Regions from separate parts of the Mus musculus genome. Here regions 1, 2, 3, 5, 6 and 7 are each linked to region 4. The links are chromatin contacts, called in public HiChIP or PLAC-seq and promoter capture Hi-C maps. All regions are on one chromosome and are shown on one strand. The core of a region is the stretch at or near the end of the contact, and the rest is flanking DNA. Distances in the headings are between cores, read along the strand shown.

Region 1 (2,700 bases), core at 85-2,584, 1.6 Mb before region 4:
CCTTTCTCTTTCTGTGTTCTCTCTAGCCTAAGAACCCCATACATCACACTGGCTGGTGAGATGGTGTCAAGTGGAAACGATGGAGACAGAGGTGTGAAGGCCAAAGGCCTTGGACACAAGGATGGGATGTATCTTAATCTCTCAGCCTGGGATCTGCCGGGCAGCCTCCCTGAGTTTAATTTGTGTCACCTTGGGTCTGAATTGCTGTGGTAACATTTGTTATAACCAGAAAGTAGGCTCCCAACCTAATAGCAGTCTTGCCTTTTTGAAATGTCACAGTCTTGAATCATACCTACTGACACTTGTCTTCCAGGGGCTCTCAGGGCATGGAATGTGTGCAGATTTCATTTTGGTTAATCTCATTGTTTTGCAGTTCTCATTTAGAACTGCCCACAGGCTGTCACTTGACAGTGTTAACAGTCCGCCATTACAACATGCAAGGCCTTGTGAGCCGCTGAAGGTCATCTATCCCACCAATTAGAAACACAGGCCACATGGCTTCTGGCTAGGGGTTCTACACACATTTTAAAGGATCAGGCAAAAGAGCTTATTCCCCCCCCCCCCGAACTTAATTTCATTCATTAAAGGGCTGAGGTGTCTCCTGCCAGAAAAATCAATTTTCTAGTGGGACCTCGGCCTGGGATGGAGCAGACTCATCCCTACCCCCGCCCCGGAAACCTGACGGCAACAAAAGCAAAATACCTATTCGTGCCCATCCAGGCTTGTATGCTCGTCAGCCTGAGCATGTGCCTGGACATCCCAAAGGACAAAATCCAAAACACCAGGCTTTAGGAAACCTAAGAGTGCCAAACACCTAGAACAGTAAGCGCTCAGTGGGTGGGAGTGGGGAGGGCTGGGGGCTGGGGGCTGGGGGCTGGGGCAGTCTATATCAGGAATATATTTGCCACCTTGCTCTGAGAACTCTAAAAGCATGTCAAGACGGTTTATTACACTTAACATCTCTCGAAATGCCTGACTAGAGCACACTCATCTAAATACGTTTTTAGGAATAAAGCTTAAGCTGGAGAAATAAGATTTGGCAGAGATGGTGGCAGGGCGCGCATAACCAGTGTGTGAGGCTTGCTGAAGGAACACAAGAGTGGGGGCTTTGGGTTCCTTACATTCTCTCACCCATAGCCACAGATCTGTGAGCAGCATGCCCTCATGCTGCATTTGGGCTGAAATGAACGCAGCCAACTGCAGAGGGCCCAGGCAGTGGTGTCTGATGGGGCGCCCGCCCAGCATTGCTCTGGAGGTGAGGCTGGCGTGCAGGGCGGGGCTCCCGCCACCCCACCAGTGCTGCTTGGGTCCTCTGAAGCCGCCAGCTGCCAACTGAAACCCGAAACCCGGCTGCGTCTGCGGGCTGGCCCCACTCAGTTGTTCCAGCCTCTTGTACTGTATATTTACACATTCACACACAATCACTCTTTCTAACTTCTTGACTCTTTGCGCAACTGCTAGGATTTCTCAAGTGCATGTGGCAATTCAGCCCGGGTGAGAGAAAGCCGGTGGGACTCGGAAGGGAATCACGGGGCCGCGGGGCCGCCCAGGCTGCAGAGGGGACAGAACTAGAGCGAGACAGCGACTGCTGGGGGAGTCCCCCCCAACTTTCCATGCAGCTGTGGCTCTGGGGCTGCCCGGGCTTCCTCTGAGAGCAGCACGCAGGCCTGGCGAATGGGGTTCTGCGCTCGCCCTGGGAAGTAAAGGGCACCCTGCCGACTGGAACTCATCTTTAGGCCAGTCCTAGGAGCCTGGACATCGGAGCAGCCGCCAGCCATCCCTTGTAGGTCCGGCATCCCTGGCAGGGTAGGTGATTTGATTGCTGCTGTGGAGCTGGGGCTTGGGGGGAGGGGGGGAGAAACCACCCGGAGGGTGGGTGGATAGCAGCTTCAGGCTATAGGGAGGTAACTGCTGTGAGCCAGGAGCAACGCTGGGACCATACTGGTTCAGTGTGTGTGTGTGTGTGTGTGTGTGTGTGTGTGTGTGCGCGTGCGCGCGCGCGCGAGAGCACTCGCTTGCGTGTAAAACACAACAAGCAGGCATCTTGTGTTTCTGACTTACAAAACAAATGCAACTGATACAGTCTCTACTCCCGCCGTCTACCTTCTCCTTTCATCTGCTGATGTTTTAGCTAGTTTCAGAGTTGCCTAGACAACTGGCGTGTGGAGGTAGATTTCAGTATATATTGTGTTACTATTGTACCGGAAAGTGGTAATCTTCGGTGGATTTTAAGACACACAGATGGGTTTAGACTTCTTGAAGGAGTAGTATTTTGAGGAGGTATCCACCTACTTTAAAAGAGAAGCAGGCAGTACATTCTTATTAAAGATAACTTTAGCAGTATTTCTTGTGAAAGTCCTCAAAGAGAGATTATTAGGCGGAATGCCTTTGAGATGCTAGGCTGTCTAATATGGGCTAGTGACCCAGCTCCTGGCTCCACTGTAATCTGTTCCAACTCATCTGAGTAAGTCTCTCCCTAGTGTGTTTGTTTTTGTCCCTTTACTCACCATATTACAGATTAGTCCCGTTTAGCTTCCAAAACATCACTGTTTCATCCCATTCTTCAAAAAGGAAATGAGAAAGTCAGGTGAGGTGCCTGAAATATACAAAGTGTAAAAGCTTTGCTTACTCATAAGTATAAAGTTTTGTCTTGTTGGGTCTACTACTAAATAAGAGAAACTGATTCGAATCTGGGGACAT
Region 2 (2,700 bases), core at 125-2,624, 1.7 Mb after region 4:
GTTCATTTCTAGCCACATCAGCAGGTATGAAATGGCATTGCTCTGTAGATTTTGTTTCACATTACTCTGATGACCAAGGAGGCACAGCATCTATTTATGCAAAGAAAAAATTACTGTTTTTCTTCTTTAAGTTCTCCTTGAGTCTCAGAATTACAACTTAAGATAACGAAGTCCTTTGAGAATTCTTGAAGGAGATAAACTGTGAGCCAGTTTATAAGAATTGGAAGACGGGAGGGGAGAGGCGGCCACCACCCAGCCACCACAGGTCTGGGAACTGACCGTTGGCAGGCCATGAGTTGAGGAGAAGGGGTTCGGTAACCTGTCATCTTCAGGAGCCTCCTCCTTTGTAGCCCTGGAGTGTGGTTGATCCAGCTGCTGACACTCCATTGGAGAAAACTTCCTATGCCTTTGTCAGCAGGTATTGATTGCAAACAGTTTATTGGTTAGGGGTAGGGTGTCATGTCCACTTGCCCCTCTTAGTGCAGGTCTTTTGTGTGATGCCACGGCCTCTGTGTGACGTGCCCTATTGGGTTTGGAAAGTACTGTGTCCTTGGTGGCACCCGCCACCTCCTGTTCTTACGGTCTCTATGCCTCCTCTTCCACGTAGATCGCTGGTAACAGTAACTAGGTGCTGGTAGCAGTAACTAGGTGCTGGTAACAGTAACTAGAACTAATGGTTTCATTCTGATTGTGCACTGGGCATTGTGCTAAGTGGTTTGTATTGTTGTTTGCTTGGCACTAATTCGTAATTCAGTGAAGCTGTTATTACATTAGAGCCACATTCCTGAAACAGAAACTGAGTCTAACCTCTCAGATCCAACAGTTTGTCTGTATCATACACTCCATGGATACAGCACTTGAACCTTTTCCAGACAAGTGTGTGGAACCTCTTAGTACCAAGATCCTCTTGCCTCTGCCTCCTGAGTGCTGGGACTAAAGGTGTGTGCCTTCACACCAGGTTAAAACTGAGTAATTTCTTTAGGACCCTCTACCTTCAACGTAGGCATCGAATGTGACGTGGTTTGTGAATTGTACTCCAAAAGCGACTTCAGGGATGAAAAGCTTGGTGATGCAGCACCGAGGTGGGGGCCCGAGGAAGCCAGTCTCCAGCTGTTCCATTCATGCCGCAGGTCACAGTTATGTAAGCTGTTTACCGTGCGGCCCAGCGAAGGCAGGTTCATTAGCCGCTGGCGGGGATGGACCCCAAGCGTTGGGCGTGATGGTTATCTTCGGTCTCTCCTCGCAGATGTCTCATGTTTACCGAGTGAAATTATCTTGTGTCTATCTAGGGTTAAATGTCACAGGCTCATGGATAACATGGTGCAACAGAGTTTGTCTTTTGCACTGTGCCGGAGAGACCGGGTACATGGTTACCTGGAGTTTAACTGCTGTCATTAATCATTAATTGGAGCACTTTTCTTGCTAAGCGCCCGCACAGAGCAGTCTTTTTTAGGTTTCAGATTTTTTTTTTCTAATAACTTGCTATGGGGATGGCTTTGAACTCATGCTCCTAACTTGTCTTATCTTCCCAGAGCTGCAACAGTGATAGGCACGTGCCCTGGTTACCCCAGCCACAGTGGTCTTCTCACAGTGGTCTTCTGTGATCCAAGTACTGGGAGAATGCTACCTTCCTGCTTTGTGTGTGTGTGTGTGTGTGTGTGTGTGTTTCAAAACTTAAAATGTATTAGAATGCAAAGCTTAGGAATTAATGTTTGTATCTAGTTTAATTTACATAGAGCATAACAACTCTTAGATTTCTGATGACAGTAGTTGGGTTTTGGGGTTTTGCATGTTTTTTTGTTTTGTTTTGGGGGGCTTTCTGTTTGCTTTGTTTGTCCTCCCCCCCCCCCCCCCCCCAGTAAACTCTTGTTTCTGGTCCTTACAGGCCTATCTACCAGAAGACTTTAACTGTCATCTCAGACTAATATATATGCCTAACCTTAAGTCTTAAACTTAGTGCTTTACAGTAGAAGATGTTGACAGGCAGATTCTGTTGACAATCTTTGAACCTTTGTGCCTGTGTATACTGGCTTCTTTTCCCGATGCTATCCCAAAAGAGCTGCCAGAAGCAAGTTAGAGAGGGAAGGGTTTGGCTTGTGGTTTAAGAGGACATGTGGTGTGGAAGGCTTGGAGCTAGGACCTCACGTGAGGTGGCGGGCTACGCCTGTCTGCAGTCAGGAAGCAGAGGAAAGTGAACCTGCTGCCCTGCTCTGCTCACAGTGGAGTCCGTCTGGGACTCCGGCCAGCTCACGGGCACACCGGAGTTGTCTCCTAGGTAGCTCTAAATCCCACCAACACGACAGGCAGGATTAACCCTCACACTGTGGTTTGGCACCGATGATAAATATACTTATTTTAATACCAGGGTTAGAGATGGGCTCAGCTGTTAAGAGCGTTGGCTGCTCTTCCCGAGGCAGTTAGTTTGCCATACCTACACAGCATCTGTGTTTCCAGTTCCAGGTGGTCCAGTGCCCTCTTTTGACCTCCCGGAGCACCAGCCACACATGTAGCACATAGACACAGATGTGTGAAAATCCCCCACACACATACAAGAAATAAATACAACTTTGAAGAATACCTCCATACCTTGTCTCCGCTATGGTAAGATTCCGTTGACCATTCTAGGAACAGTTCTTTACCTTCTCACCGTCGTTTGGGTCAGTGCCTTCGTGGCTGAGTTTTTCGTTTTTCCGTTTTGTT
Region 3 (2,897 bases), core at 284-2,783, 1.6 Mb after region 4:
AAACCTTAAATCAGCGAGCGGTTCTCAGCCTGTTAGTTGCGACCCGCTGGGGGATCAATGACCCTTTCACAGGGCTTGCCTATCAGATAGTTACATTACAGTTCATAACAGTTGCAAAATCACAGCTGTGAAATAGCAATGAACATAAATGCATGGTTGGGGGTCACCGCACCAAGAGGAGGAGCTGAATGGAAGGATCACAGAGTTGCAAAGGTTGAGAACCACGAGTTTAGATGGAGACTTTCTCTTCCATGAAAGTAAGAAGGCTCAGTGTGCACTGGGGCTCTGTTCAATTGTAACAGATTGTAAACCTCAAGTGCATTACATTGTCCACAGGTGTGCATTCATACACACAGATGCACACAGAGACGGAGACACCCACACACACACAGAGACACACACAGACACGCACAGAGAAACACATGAGGGGGGCAGGGAGGGAGGAAGGAAGGAAGGAAGGAAAGAAAGAAGGAGGGAGGGAGGGAGGAAGGAAGGAAGGAAGGAAGGAAGGAAGGAAGGAAGGAAGGACGGAAGGAAAGAAGGACACTAAAAACGAGCTAATGCCAGTCTTTGGCGTCTGCCCCTAGTAATGTGTTTATAAAAAGATAAAGAGAAAGAATATGTTCTATGGGGGTGTGGTGAGGTATGGGGGGACCAACCACATGATGGTATAGTATAGAATAGAGTTTATTCAGGGCATGGGGAAGGGAGTTAAGAGGGTAGTAGAGGCAGAGAAAGGCAGAGAGAGGGAGAGAGTAGAGAAATTGAGGCTGGCCATGAGCCCGTGGGGGGTGGAGGGAGGGAATGGGGATGGGAGAGCAAGAGCAAGGGAGAAGCAAGAGAGAGAGGAGGAGGCAAGCAGGCTCTTTTATAGTGGATCAGGCCTTCCTGGCTGTTGCCAGGTAACTGTGGGGTGGAGTTTATATGGAATGCTAACACCTAGAACCACTGGGGTTGGGGTCGGTTTGGTCACTTGACTTTGGCAGAAGGGTCCAGAGTGCAGAATGAGTCTATGGTGCAGCTGTTCCCTCCTAGGTGTTATGTCAGGCTGGATGCTACAACTGGGAATTATGATTTCTGAGACCTGGCATACAGCAAACCTAGAAACTCCTAATTCATATGTTTTCTCCCCCTCTTCCATCCTCTTCTTTCCCAAGAAACACAGAGGCTAAATTTGTTAGCCAACATTATATAACTAAGACCGTTTGAACCTCCGCCTTCCAGCTTCAAGTTTGAGGTTTGTTATTTTGTTGTTGTTGTTTGTCATTGTGCTGAAATTGTTTCATTTTAAAACAAATTAGAACAGAGTTCCCTAGAAACTCCTTCTTTTGATTAATTTACAAAATATTGTTGGTAGAAAAAAAGAAATATTGTTACCAACAGAAAAACAGATGGCCTGGATAGACAATGGGACCCCTTCTGTCTGTCCTTCACTTGTCTCTAAGCCTGTGATCAGTTTGATAGGCCCATCTACGTACTGAAGACAGCTCTGGGGCGAGGGCAGTTCTGACAGGAACTCCATTGTTAATCAATGTTTAGCTACATAACATGGCCTGGGGCCTTCAAAGGGGCCACATGATGATGGCTCTCCTCTAAGCAGCATCAACTCTCAGCCGTCCTCATCCCAGCACTCAACAGTAAGGAAAGAGCAGTCCAGTGAGGAGAGCCCAGGAAGAGGAGAGGGGGAGCCGGAGCACACACCAGGGTTGTTCTGGGTACTGGCCACAGCCCTCAGAAGACAGCATCTACATTCCCAGACAGGCAGGAAGGGTGAGCATAAAGAAGCCAGAGAGAGCAAAAGGAGATACACAGGCCCTTTTTTCTTTCTTTCCTGTGTGCCTCCAGAGGAAAACCACCCCAAGGACAGAAGAGGCTCCTCTCCCAGGTCAAGCTTATTTAACACCACCTCCACGGTGCTACTTTGAACGGGAATGACTCCCACGGGATCATAGGTGTGACTGCTTGGTCATCAGGGAGTGGCACTATCTGACAGGGATTAGGAGGTATGGTCTTACTAGAGGAGGTGTGTCACTGGGGGTGGGCTTTGAGGTTTCTCTCTTCCCCCTGCCTATGAATCTGGATGTAGAACTCTCAGCTATCTCTCCAGCCCCATGTCTGCCTGTGTGCTGCCATGCTCCCTGCCACAATGGTAATGGACTAAACCTCTGAAACTGTAAGCCAGCCCCAATTAAATGCTTTCTGTTAAAAAAGTTGCCATGGTCATGGTGTCTCTTCACAGCAATGGAACACTGACTAAGACATCCAGTGTCCTGCTCCTTAGCAAGTTTGGCCAGAGAATAGAAAATATAGCTCTGAGGGACAGACAGCCCCTGACTTGAACCCACAAGGGCCTGGGATCAATCACCAGCACCAGAAAGAGACACCAGAAAAACATACAGACACACAGAGAGACAGACAGTCAGGTGGATAGACAGACATACAGATAGGAAGAGACAGAGAGAGACAGACACATACAAAGAGACAGAGACAGAGAAGCAGAGACAGAGAGAGAGAGAGAGGAGAGAGAGAATTATTGAGGTTGGAGAATTAGCTAAGCAAATGGATTAAGAGCACTGGCTGTTCTTCCGAAGAATCCAGGTTTGATATCAAGCACCCACATACTGACTCTCAACCAGCTGTAACTCCAGTCCCAGCCTGATCCAAAGCCGTCTTCTGGTCTCTGTGGGCACCACACGTGCGTGGTTCTCATACATGTGGGAAAAATACCCAAACACATAAGATAATAATAATTGAAAAATTAGTCCACATTAATATTGCTCTTTTTGGGCCCATCTCAGGGGTGGAGGAGGGGAGGACCATGAATTTCCTCCACCCAAAAGTCAATGTATTTATGTGATACTCTTATGATTGTTTGTGTGTTCCGGCGTGGCGAGAGT
Region 4 (2,700 bases), core at 107-2,606:
AACCAAACCAAAACCACTAGCCTGTTTGAGGATACTAGTTAAAGTCACAAGGAAAGATTTTTATTGGCTACTGCTGCCGTAGGAAAGCCTACATTATGAACTGGGTTCTAGTTTCATTAAAAAAAAAAACCAAAATAAAAAAAAAAGAATAGGGATCTTGAAGGCCGGGGAATGGTGCTGAAGGATCTAAGGTGTTCGTGTGTGTGTGTGTGTGTGTAGAAACAAACGTGTTTCTTATGACAGGAGCAGTGGAGCAAGCTGAAAACAACCATCTCTGGAAGGGGCTGGAGCCCAAGGTGATTTATCTTCCTGAGTGCTCGCTCACACCTCAACGACATGTCTACCACATCTCCAGGAAACTGTGGGGTGGTAGGCTTATGCCCCAAAGTGCAGAGAAAGAAAATATAATCTTTACTTTGCTCCAGGGATCTGCCTATCTGTCACCAGGTTTGGGCAGGGGTGGGGAGGAAATTTCCCATACTTTTAGTTTTTCTAAGCGGGCATTTTAAGGGGTGTAGTATAGTCACGAAGGCAACGCCCTGAAGTGTTACTGTGCAGTCCTTTTTTCTTGCTGTCCCATCCCAAGAGTGCTGTGGATTTCAGGATACTGTTAGTATTTGATTGGCCTGGCTTTAAGAGCCAACGCCATACGGTGTGTTTTGCAAGGCCCAAAGTTGATGATAGGCTTAGAATATGTCTCATCAACAATTAAACGAATGAAACCTGGAGTGCAAGCCGCGATGCACGCCTGGCTTTACCACTTTCAATCTGGCTAACTTTAGTCCTTCGTTCGTTATTATCCAGACCGCGTGCCACTTTCACAGCTTGTCTGTAAGTTTTGGCTTTGGGGTTCGAAAGTGGGAAACCGAGGCCGGCTTTCCTTTTGGACAAGAGGTTTATCAGAGTCACCAACACCACGGACAGCACCGTGAAGGGGGCTCTGGGGAGCCCAGGCTGCGTTCCAGGGTTGGGGGATTCCCTCCTTAAGGGTTAGGGGTCACGTGACTGGCCTGATCACGTGACCGGCGGGACGCCCACATTTTGTTGTTCACAGGCGGTCTCTGAATCCGGTATGCGGGCAAGTTTCGAAAAGCAAGTTACTTGGCTTCTGGAAACCAAACCAAGGTGTTTCAAGACTCGTCACTGACTCATCCTACGTCTTCTCAAACCTCGCATGGCTCACGTGACTCCTCCGTACGGCCCTCCTCTCCTGGAAGCACGTGGTCGCCCCTGACCCTCCTTCCGCTCAGCCTCAGGGTTCTGGGTCTCCGCGTCCTGCCGCGCCGCGGCACTCCAGTTCGCCTGCGCAGACGGAGAGGCCTGGCACACAGGTTAGTTTGCGGCGTGGCCGTAAAGCGCGGTCGCGCGTCGGGTACGTCGTGGGGCTGCTGGCGCCGCCGGCCAGCGGCGCTGGGGGAGCGCGGCCGGGTCCTAGTGCCCGCTGGCTGCAGGTTCGGGGCTCAAGGCGGGGCTCCGGGCGAGGCCGGCCACCTCCGAACCCTCGCGGGCCGCGCGCCAGGCGCCAGGCGCCGATGGCCGGCCGCTCCCTGGGGCAGGCGGTAGCCACCGTGTCGCTCTCGGTGGCCCTCGCGTCAGTGACTGTCCGGTCCTCAGCCTGCCGCGCCGTCCCCGCACCCAGGTACCCCGATTCTAGGACGGGCTGCGGTTCCGAGACCTCGGGTGGACCTGCGATCCCCTCCTTCCTTTTCCAGAGGTTATGTAGGCTGTGCTGAAGTACTGGATTTTGGGAAGCCAATAGCAAGGACCCTTCTCGATCTCTGACTTTTTAATTTGCCCATCCAGATAAGGCGCCAACGCTAATTCATAGATCACCAGAGTTTGAAGAGCATTTATGGTGTGTTGCTCCGTGCTAGAGGTGATACCGAGTCCATATAATGGAATATACTGTTAATATATACTGTTAATCTGAGTAGCAGACAGTGTTTTCTGTGCGCTGGAAGGCGCTGATTATTGGCTTTTGGGTAGACTGGAGATGAAGTGTGCGCACAAGTGCCTCAGTACTGGGAACCTCGTTCTTTCCCTTCTCTCCTGGGCGAGGTGGCCGCAACTTTATTTCCTAGTGACTTGGAAAGTTTGTAAGTTTGGTTCTGTTAAGTTCTCTGACACCAGTGTCTTCCTTAAAACACATACCACCCACGCCTCAAGCTTGACTTTTATCTAGGAGGCAAACTCACCAAGCTTTCGGTTCCGAAGAGGAAAGAGGTTAGTTCCCTGGCAATTTGGGCTCCGTGTGAGACCGAGTTTGGAATTTCTGTGGGCTTCCCAAACAGGAGTGACATATTCCTTCACCTCATTGAAAATAGAATTACTTCTGCTGTGGTTTGTAGGCCCCACGGTGCCATCCCCTTTCTGCTTTCCTGACAGTGCTTAAAACCCCTCAATCAGAGTGTCCTCTTTCTGCTGGTGTGGGTTAACACCCTTTATACACCTTCTTCAGTGGGGCTTGCTGAGGGGAGAACTTCCTGCTCTCTGGAAGTCACTAATGGCATTTTTGTTGGTTGTTACCAGAACAACGAAAAGCTCATTGGTGATTTCTAGCACGACAGGGAAAGGAACACTTAAAGAAGTATATCCAGAACTGAAACTGCTTATTCCAAAGAAAAACCCAAAGCTAAGTCAACAAGTGTTTGTTGAGTGCCTGCTGGTCTAGACAGATGATTGTAAAACATCTGTCGAGAA
Region 5 (2,907 bases), core at 276-2,775, 1.8 Mb after region 4:
GGGTGAGAGGAAGGGGAATACAGGGAGAGGGCAAGGGTCAGGCAGTATCTCTACCTTTTGTTTGTGTTCTATGTTAGGCAGCATTGGACAGATCTACTCAGAGCCTTAATGTGGGAATGACATGACCAGTTGGCATCGGACCCCATTACAGATGGCTGTGAATCTCTTTGTGGTTGTTGGGAATTGAACTCAAGACCTCTGTAGAAGAGCAGTCAGTGATCTTAACCACTGAGGCATCTCTCCAGCCCTGTATAAGCAAGAGTTTTGCAGGGAGACAGTGAGTATCCTAACTCAGGTAGTGGCCACGAAAATGGAAAGGGTGGGGCCGACCTAAGATATCTTAGGTGGGGTAAGCAGATACAAAAGTGTGTGGATTGGAAGTAGGAGGCTGAAAGAGCGGTGAGCTAGTCTCGAGTGGACTGGACCGAGTCAGCCTTCTGGCTGGGATTAGTGGGCGGTTTGCTCACCGCCCCGTGAACAGCCAAGAGAATACACGAGGATAAGCAGGTCTGAGAAGGGAAATTGTGAGTTCAGCTTTCAGCCCAGGTGAACAGAAAACATGTGTGGGAGGGGAGAAGAGAAGGAATTGGGAAAGGGTGGAGAACAGGATGAGTCAGGGAGGGTGGAGGAGGAAGAGATGAGCAGGAGGACACAAAGCCGTGCCCAGATTTGGGGCTACTGTGGTATACCTCCCTGTGCTTCCAGTTTTATTTCCGGCTTCCTCCGAACTGAGTCTAGCAAATTGAGTGCAAAGAATTGATGTCTGGCTTCCTATCTAGGTAACCAATTTGTTGTTAATGCCATTTGCTCTGTGAGGACAGAGAGAAAATTATTTAAAACTGTGGTTCAAGTCCACAAGAGTCTTCCCATAGTGTTCCTGAGTGAATACCTTTGCATCTGCTCCAACACAATTTTAAAAGTGGAATAATCTCTTCCTCCCCCTCCCTCCCTCTCCCCTTCGAGCTGAACGGTGGACTACTTTCTTCCTGCCAAATCTTTCCCATCTGTGAACTTTCACAGTTGCTTTACTACCTTCAACCCAGCAGTGGCTAGCAGCCTGTCTTGGGATAGTCTTATGATCCTGTCCTATTTGGCAATCAGGGTTCCTGTGCACGCCCCACACTTCTGTGTGTCAGAGGAAGGAACTCCATAAGTAGTGAAAAAAATCTCTCCTCCTCACTCCTTCAGCCAACAGTAGCCAAAGGTCGCCATGTCATTTAATGAGTTTCTGCAAGAGAAAGGCACTCCCTCCTGGACCCGGTTGCTCTTGCCAGGCTCCAACATGGCCGGCCAACCGGAGTCCTTCCAGAACATCCCTCTCCAGCCTTCCGCACTCCCGTTTCACCTTCCGTCCCCCGCGATCCCCAGGGTCAGGACCCAGGAGCCTGACAACTGCCTCGCTTCCCGCCCCCCTCGCGAGACCCGCCCACCACCCCGCGTCGGCCAATCGGAGGCGGTGCTGCGACGACTGGCAGGCCCGCCCGACCCCGCCCCCAGCCTCGCTGTGGCCTGCGGCTTCCCGGCTAGTAGCGCCGCTGTCGGTCGCGCGGGCCGGTCGTGTGGACACTGCCGTATCGCGGGCTCTTGCCGCGGGCCACAGCGAGCGCAGCGCGGAGACCGTCAGCCCCGCGGCGTCGAGCATGGACTTCGAGGACGGTGAGCGGCGCGCGGGGCGGGCCGCCGTGGCGGGCGGGCGGGAGGGAGGGCGGCGGGCGGCCTGCGCCGGGGGTCTGTTTACCGCCTCAAGATGGCCGTGTGGCTTTGTTCTGTGGGCCGCGCAGCGACCGCGGGCCCGGCCCGGAGCCCTGTGGTCCGGGAGCCCCACGTGGGGGTGCGGCCGGCCCGGGGCCCTGCTGTCTAGGGGGTCGGCCTAGCTGCGAGCCTCGGGGCCTCGTCCGCGGCCGCCTGCAACTTCCTGGCCTCGCCGAGCGGCGACCGGGCCCACGGGGCCCACGGGGCCCTCGGGGCAGCGACCCGGTGGCGGGTGGAGCCGGTCCTCACCGTGTCGCCCCGGGCTCTGGAATCTTGCTCGACACAGGCTGCCTCGGGCTCGTGCGATGCTTCTCCGTGTGAGAGGAGTATAAAGGGCGTCTCTAGGCGTTCCATCGAGATGGGCTTCGGTTCCCCCAGAACCAGAATCTGCAAGTTATTACCACGTAGCCGACCGAGCTGTCTAATATCTCACCCAGGTTACCTGCTAGTGAATACCGCGTCTGAAACAGCTCCGTGACCCAGTGCATTATCATTATTATTTTTGTTTTTAGGGGTGGTAGTGGTGGGGCTTGTGTATGAATGCTACCTAAGTTAGAATTCTGGCACAGCAAGCCCCAGATGCCCTTCACGTTCAGCTAGATCGGTGCACAGCAGCCCGTGTTGGACTTGCTGGTTAAATAAACCGAATTGTAACGTTGCTTTTCAGCTTTCCCTGGCCGTGAAGTACAGTTAATTTGGTATCTTCAAACCTTGCTCAACTTTTATAGGAATCAGTGTCAAGATAAAGTGATCAACAGTAGTGATAGTGTTAGGGAGCCGAGGAACAGTTTGTAGGATTAAACTGGGTGTAATCTCGAGGAACTAGGTATTTCTAAATAAAACCGGTTCATTTCTTGTGAAGGAAGCCTCTGCCTCCACCAGAAATGGGCTTTGACATTGAATGAGGTGTGCTTTTTTGGCGTAGGTCGTATTGCATGAGCTTTTGATTTTTGATTTGCTACAAGAGGTTGAGGCTGTCAAGTGTAAATATAGGAAAAAGAATCACCCTTTTCGGAGTACTTTTCGGTTGCTTTGAAATATAGTTCAGCTCTTCAGGATAGCATACCGTCCTGCTTGTGCTTCGGGGTTGGACAGTGACTCATTCTGATATAGGTGACTCTAAATTACTACTATGTGCACTAGTCAGAGTTGACA
Region 6 (2,873 bases), core at 59-2,558, 1.7 Mb after region 4:
GCAAAGGGAGAAACTTTTCTAAACTGATTTTAACAGCAGGACATTTTTCATCCAGCCGTCCCACCATTAGTTGTCAGGAGCATGAAAACCTCTAACCTCCTAGATCAGCAAACCCAGGGCTGTAATTACATCACCTGCCACACACTGGCTGCCCACGCACTTCCTCCTTGGCAGGGTGTAGGGAATTGGAGAGGCTGCAGTCCGGGAGGGTCCGGGAAGCAAACAAAAGGCTGAGGTTCCATCTAAAACTGCCTGGGGCTGCTCAGCGGGAGGGTGTTGGCCCTCAAGGCCTGGCCTCTTCTTCCATGTCTGGGCGGCCTACTTCTACCTTTTAGGGGCCACTGTCACCATCTGGGAGCCCAGAAAAACATTTTCCTTTTTGCCTCTCTCTGTAGGATCCTGGCCTTCTTTAAGAGCGTTGGATGATAAATGAATCTGGAGGGCATCTTTTTGGGCATGAGTTCCCAGAAGCGTGAGGTTTCAGATGAAAGGAGATACTGAAGTATGGGGAGGAATCGTTTGTTTTGATTGAACTAAAATAATTACCCTGACTGACTTGGTGTCCTGGCCCTCATCTCTCCACAGAGGAAAAAAAAAAAAAAAGAACACTAAGGAAACTTCACCCGCACGGCAACAAAAACACACCGGAAAGCTATCGAGTTGGGAAACTTTTTTTAGAACAACTTCCCAAGTGCCTGTTTCGTACGCACGACGTTTTTGGCTTAAACGACTGGGACCAGGGAGGTCCCGATTCAGCTGAAAATAAAACGTACGAGATAAGGCATTGTTAGCAGAGAAATCTGTTTGCGCAGACATTAAGTTAGGTGCACGAGCCCTGAATCCCAGGTAATTGCTTTTTCCCAGTTGGAAGGCACTGGATGACTTTTTAATGCCTACCCCGCACCCGTTCTCCCAATCTCAACGATCAGCTTTTAGTGGTCAGAACAGCCTCCTGAAACTGCAACACAGACGAAGCTTCCCGGCCCAGCCCGGTTGCTTCAAGGGAACAGACAGCCTGGCACCATGCCCTGCCCAGGTGCGCTTGAAAGAGATAAGCTCTGCGCCTCCGGCGACGTTCGGCGGCCATTCTTCTCCGCCTCGTGCACCTGCTGAGCTTCAAGCAGCCAGCCCAGAATCCCGGTCACCTCCCGGCCACCCAGCCCCTCGGGTCAGCCGGACCGACCCCCTAGGCAGGCGCGGCGGGGTGCGCGGGCCCAGAGCAGGCAATCACATGGAGGCCCGGGCCCGCCCCATTGGCTGCGACCCGGCCAGTCGCGGCGCTCGCAGGCTGCGGTTGGTCCCAGAGCTGCGGCGCCTGCACGGGCCTGGAGTCCATGTTACGCTTTGTCTAATTCCCCTCGTTACAGAGTCATGTGCTGCTGCTCCCGTCGCCGCCGCTGCCGCCGCCCGGGGTGCCCCGGCTCCTCCGCCGCGCTTAGAGGTGGCAGCCGCGGGCGGGGCCGCGGACTCAGGGTCCAGGGCGCCGCGCGCCTCCGGGGCGCGTCCCGGTGCAGCCGCCGCCCGCCGCAGGTGATGCCGCCGCCTCCCGCCTCCGCCTAAGCTCCCGCACGCGCGGCCCGGGCTGCCCGCGAAGGTGGGTGCGCGTCGGTCCACCCTGGCCGGGAGGGCGCAGGTGGAGCGGCCCCGGGGCGCGCAGACGTCCGGCCTCTCGGCGCCGCGGGGGAGCACGGCTGCTCCCGGGGCTGCGATCGGGAACTCCGGAGGGCTTCGGGACCCTGGGGCGGGGAGTGCGACCAAGCCCCCCCACCCCGTGCTGGGACATTGTTTCGCTTTGGGCCCTGCGCGGGCCGGGTGCCGGCTGCCGCGCTCCCGCCTCGGCCTCCGTGCGCGCGAACGCAGGGGCGGAGATTGCCTATCGCGGTGGCTCCGAGTCCTCCAGGAGGTGGGTGTCTGGTGTCTGGCCTGGTTGGCCCGGAGCCGGCGAGAGGAGCCCTTGAACTTCTGCAGAAACGCTTCCCCATCCGCCTCCGTCCCGCTCCGGGTGGGCCACTCGGGGTGCTCGCGGGTTGGGGCGGGGAAGGGAGGGGAGCCCTGCGCCCCGCCCTCCGCGCCCGGGGGGAGGGCACTGGGGCCGCAGGTGCACCCTGCGCGCCGCGGGCCATCTCCGGGTTGGGTACCGGTATAATCCGCTTCTAGCTTGTTTGGAAGCGTGGGCTCTTGGGAACGGGACTTCTGCTTGATTCTGGTTTAGGGGCTTGAAAAAGAGGAGAACTGGGGTGCCTTCCCAGAGGACTGTCACCTCCAGTTACTGGAGGGTCGATGGGGGACACTCTGTCTCTGTCCCCCTTTATGTGGGGTATCCCTAACAGATAAGGAAATGAGATTTTTTTGTTGTTGTTCTTTGATTTTTTTTTTTAAGCCATCCGCAGTGAAGGAGAACTGCTTCGGGTCGAGGGGAGGAGAGGTAGGTCCCCTCTGGAGAGGGTTGGGGTATAAGGTCTCGCGGTTCCCATGCAGCTGGGGTGTGCGTGGCAGAGAGTGGGGAGGTAGGATTGCTGGAAAGAAAAAGCAGGGTAAAGAAATGGGAGCAGAAGGCGAAGAGATGAGACCAAGTATTGGGCGTCCTCGCCGAACCGGAGCCCTGACTTGAGACTTTGGGGGCTCCTGTTTGGTTTCTTTCCTCCCACAATTTCCTTCTCCGTGACTTTGAAAGTTTTCTTTTAGTTTTTATTTTGTATTGGTCAAGACAGCTGTGAAGACGTGAGTTTTTTTGTTTTTGTTATTTTTTTTTGAAAGAGATATAGACGTGAAGCACTGATATCCGGAAACTTTCCCTGGCCATTTAAATAATAAAATCCCACCCACACAGCGTTCACTGAGCACCTAATACACTCGCTCAGTGCTCGAGTGTG
Region 7 (2,700 bases), core at 95-2,594, 1.6 Mb after region 4:
GGAAGCTGGCCTGCCTTTTATGGACAGTCTTGAAAATTACTCACATCACTCCTGCTATGCTGTGTAGGTGGAATCACCATAGACCTTGTTTAGCTTTGGATGGCTGCACAGAAAACATAGATTCCCCCACCTTTCTGTTAAGTTTCAGAGAGGGAGAGGGAGAGAGAACTGAAAATAGATATGACTGTATGACTGTAAGTACATTGCCCTAGTTTCATCTCCCAGTGTCATAATAAAATACTCTAATGAAAAGAAATTCAGGGGAGGAAATGAATTTATTTCTAGCTCACAATTTCTGGTTACAGACTATCAGTGGACAATTCTTGGGGGAGTTAATTGCAAAAGGAGAGAGAGAGAGAGAGAGAGAGAGAGAGAGAGAGAGAGAGAGAGAGAGAGAGAATGCATGCCCGCTTGTGTATAGTCTGGTCTTCACACAGATATAATGGAGTATCCTCCTAGCCCCTGGAATGGTGCCACCCACAATGGGTTGGTCTTCCCACTCTAGTTTCTGAAATTAATGCAGTATCTCACAGACATGCCCACAGGCCAGCCTGAAAGAGAGTCCCTCACTGGGACTTTCTTCCCAGGTAATTCTAGATTATGTTAAATTGACAATCGATACTAACCATCACAAACATATACATACAGAAGACATTGTGGCCGACCATGAAATACAGATTATGTCATTGTCACAGTCTCACCCCAACCTTTCCTATCACAGATTGGGCAACACTTCTACAATGTTCCATGTGTGAAGCCCCTACATTAATATTACTATCATTTACAGATGAGCGGTATGGTACAATGTTCCATGTGTGAGGTCTCTACCTTAATGTTACTATCATTTATACATAAGAGGTATGATACAATGTTTCGTGTGTGAGACCCCTACCTTAAATGTTACTATCATTTACAGATGAGAGGTATGAGGTTCATAGAGAATGAGTTCCATTCATTACACTGATTATTGGAGAAAACAAGAAAACTAAGAAAGCCATCTTTTTTCTTTACCCCTTTCCTTTTTTCGAAGTAGGATACCTGGAAAAGTGTACATAGTAGAAAACTTATTCATTTTTATTAAATTTCATTTTTAAGGATTTTATTTTTAAATATTGTGTATGTATGTATGTATGTATGTATGTATGTATATGTGTGTGTATTTCACATGAGTGTAGTGCCCTGAGTGACCAGCAGGGGAAGTTGAAACCCCCTGAAGCTGCAGCTATAGGATTTTGTAGGGTACTTGATTTGAGTGCTGGGAACGGAATTCAGGCCTTCTTACAAGAGCACCAGTATGTTCTTTTGACCACTGAGTCATCTCTCCTCCTCCCACATTTTTTTCTTTTTGGTTTTTTGAGACAGGATTTCTCTGTGTAATTCTGGCTTCCTGGAACTCGATCTGTACACCAGGCTGACCTCAGAGATCCATCTGCCTCTGCCTCCTGAATGCTGGAACTAAAGGTGTGTATCACCACCACCACCCAGCTCAGCCCCTCACATTTTAAAAATCATTTTTTTGAAGGGTTTCAGCTAGCATTTTCACAAATTTCCTGTAAGCCCCAAATGTCCAGTATCATTCAGAAACATACATTGTGCATACATGCACATATCCCTGGTGACTTACACAAATTACTAAGAGAAAATGTCACATTGGTTTTGATGGTTAGAAAAAGAGGAAAGACTGGGTAGCATTAACAAAGCCTTTTAGCTTCTTTCTATCCTAAAGCAACTCAAGAGGCTGTGCAGAGAGCCCTAGCCATCTGCCCCCTCCCTGGCCTGACTTCAGTGAAGGTGACAGTCCTCCACAGTGACCAAGACAGTCAGAGTATGTCTTGAAGGCACAGATCCTGTTCACTAGCCTTTCCAGAGGGCCCACACCCTTCCAGCTCAGTAGGAACATTTGAGGCTTGTAAACGTTTTCTAGGAAACAATTACTCATGAGCAAAGGGACCAGAAAAAGTCCCAGAGATGATCTCCAGCATGCAATTTAAAGATGACTCGCAGTGGGCAGCCTGCCGAATTACAGCTGATACAAACTATGATTATGCAATACCACAGTAAGAGCTGCCTAATGCCTCCAGCCTACTAAATCTTCAAAGCAGCTCTCTCAGGGCTTCCCTCAGTCATGTTCACGCTTCTAAAAATCCACCAACATATTCGGCTCAATAGCATGTCATCTAGAGTAAGGTTGCATGGACCATGTCAGCTGGTCTACAATTCCCTTAAGATTCAGAGGAAATTAATTTCTTCCTGCCCTCAGCCACACCCTGCAATCCCCTCCCCTTCCTCAGGATGCACAAATTCCCAGTATGGTCATATTTTCAGGCCACTGACTCTGCCCGTTTCCACAGAGATCTCTCACTTGTCAGCTCATTGTTCCACAGTCTCCAGCCCTGGTCTAGCATTTGGATCTCTTTCTAGCTCTACTAAGGCAAGTGTTTGCACCTCAGGCTATTGTACATTTCAGGGACTGGTGACCATTTGGATGGGTGTCAGGATGTGCACAGGAGCAATGCAAACCCTTTAGAATCACATGGTGGAAAGCCCTGTCCCTCCCACCTTCTTGTCTCTCTCTCCCTCAGATCCACATCTCCTGCTCTTCACTTCCACCAGCAGAGTTAACGCTCTCCCTTCCTGACCTCTCACTATTCAGGTCCCATTCTCTCTTACTCTTGTCACACGCTAGCTGCTTCTCAAACG

What was found. Promoter capture Hi-C pulls out the DNA fragments that hold promoters and counts their contacts. HiChIP or PLAC-seq counts read pairs in DNA pulled down with a chosen protein or histone mark. Capture Hi-C pulls out chosen DNA fragments and counts their contacts.
Region 1: a promoter capture Hi-C map of pre-B cells shows a contact between it and region 4, with 4 times the contacts expected there. The contact joins the promoter of Arhgap24 here to the promoter of Nudt9 in region 4.
Region 2: a promoter capture Hi-C map of liver shows a contact between it and region 4, with 2.9 times the contacts expected there. The contact joins the enhancer-like site here to the promoter of Nudt9 in region 4. A contact is called at or near these places in 2 of 39 promoter capture datasets (both in liver), 2 of 115 datasets of contacts at active chromatin or transcription factors (embryonic stem cells and large pre-B cells) and 1 of 9 other capture datasets (liver).
Region 3: a contact with region 4 is called in a promoter capture Hi-C map of embryonic stem cells, with 4 times the contacts expected there. The contact joins the enhancer-like site here to the promoter of Nudt9 in region 4. A contact is called at or near these places in 3 of 39 promoter capture datasets (the 3T3-L1 cell line, embryonic stem cells and pre-B cells), 1 of 484 Hi-C or Micro-C datasets (B cells) and 2 of 115 datasets of contacts at active chromatin or transcription factors (large pre-B cells and pancreatic cancer cells).
Region 5: a contact with region 4 is called in a promoter capture Hi-C map of adipose tissue, with 3 times the contacts expected there. The contact joins the promoter of Zfp326 here to the promoter of Nudt9 in region 4. A contact is called at or near these places in 7 of 39 promoter capture datasets (the 3T3-L1 cell line, the C10 cell line, the HPC-7 cell line and 3 more), 2 of 484 Hi-C or Micro-C datasets (both in the G1E-ER4 cell line), 3 of 115 datasets of contacts at active chromatin or transcription factors (astrocytes, large pre-B cells and pro-B cells) and 2 of 9 other capture datasets (adipose tissue and liver).
Region 6: an H3K4me3 HiChIP or PLAC-seq map of pro-B cells shows a contact between it and region 4, with 8 times the contacts expected there. The contact joins the promoter of Lrrc8d here to the promoter of Nudt9 in region 4. A contact is called at or near these places in 7 of 39 promoter capture datasets (the C10 cell line, the HPC-7 cell line, hippocampal neurons and 3 more) and 2 of 115 datasets of contacts at active chromatin or transcription factors (large pre-B cells and pro-B cells).
Region 7: a promoter capture Hi-C map of pre-B cells shows a contact between it and region 4. The contact joins the enhancer-like site here to the promoter of Nudt9 in region 4. A contact is called at or near these places in 2 of 39 promoter capture datasets (the 3T3-L1 cell line and pre-B cells), 1 of 484 Hi-C or Micro-C datasets (B cells) and 1 of 115 datasets of contacts at active chromatin or transcription factors (large pre-B cells).

The regions. Positions count from the first base shown.
Region 1 is chr5:102,480,057-102,482,756 of GRCm38.p6, forward strand. It overlaps Arhgap24 (Rho GTPase activating protein 24), which reads left to right and starts at 1,335. Exons shown (of 10, transcript NM_029270.2): 1 at 1,335-1,806.
Region 2 is chr5:105,756,932-105,759,631 of GRCm38.p6, forward strand. The region is part of intron 2 of Lrrc8d (leucine rich repeat containing 8D); the gene reads left to right. Among named protein-coding and RNA genes, the nearest start is that of Gm42166, 54 kb to the left of the region's middle. Within about 2 kb of position 1,375, at least 14 of the 459 cell types and tissues checked have an H3K27ac peak or open chromatin away from gene starts, as enhancers often do. A contact at or near this core is called in liver, where this site is marked.
Region 3 is chr5:105,671,023-105,673,919 of GRCm38.p6, forward strand. No RefSeq gene overlaps it. Among named protein-coding and RNA genes, the nearest start is that of Gm32276, 21 kb to the left of the region's middle. Within about 2 kb of position 1,534, at least 8 of the 459 cell types and tissues checked have an H3K27ac peak or open chromatin away from gene starts, as enhancers often do. A contact at or near this core is called in embryonic stem cells, where this site is marked.
Region 4 is chr5:104,045,508-104,048,207 of GRCm38.p6, forward strand. Nudt9 (nudix (nucleoside diphosphate linked moiety X)-type motif 9) reads left to right here and starts at 1,357. Exons shown (of 8, transcript NM_028794.4): 1 at 1,357-1,639. The coding sequence starts at 1,533. Mir5619 (microRNA 5619) reads left to right here and starts at 2,496; the gene lies at 2,496-2,556.
Region 5 is chr5:105,875,043-105,877,949 of GRCm38.p6, forward strand. Zfp326 (zinc finger protein 326) reads left to right here and starts at 1,526. Exons shown (of 12, transcript NM_018759.2): 1 at 1,526-1,656. The coding sequence starts at 1,641.
Region 6 is chr5:105,698,661-105,701,533 of GRCm38.p6, forward strand. It overlaps Lrrc8d (leucine rich repeat containing 8D), which reads left to right and starts at 1,309. Exons shown (of 3, transcript NM_001122768.1): 1 at 1,309-1,594. It overlaps Gm42166, which reads right to left. Exons shown (of 2, transcript XM_017321263.2): 2 at 1-2,203. The coding sequence ends at 1,228.
Region 7 is chr5:105,618,682-105,621,381 of GRCm38.p6, forward strand. No RefSeq gene overlaps it. Among named protein-coding and RNA genes, the nearest start is that of Gm32230, 24 kb to the right of the region's middle. Within about 2 kb of position 1,345, at least 54 of the 459 cell types and tissues checked have an H3K27ac peak or open chromatin away from gene starts, as enhancers often do. A contact at or near this core is called in pre-B cells, where this site is marked.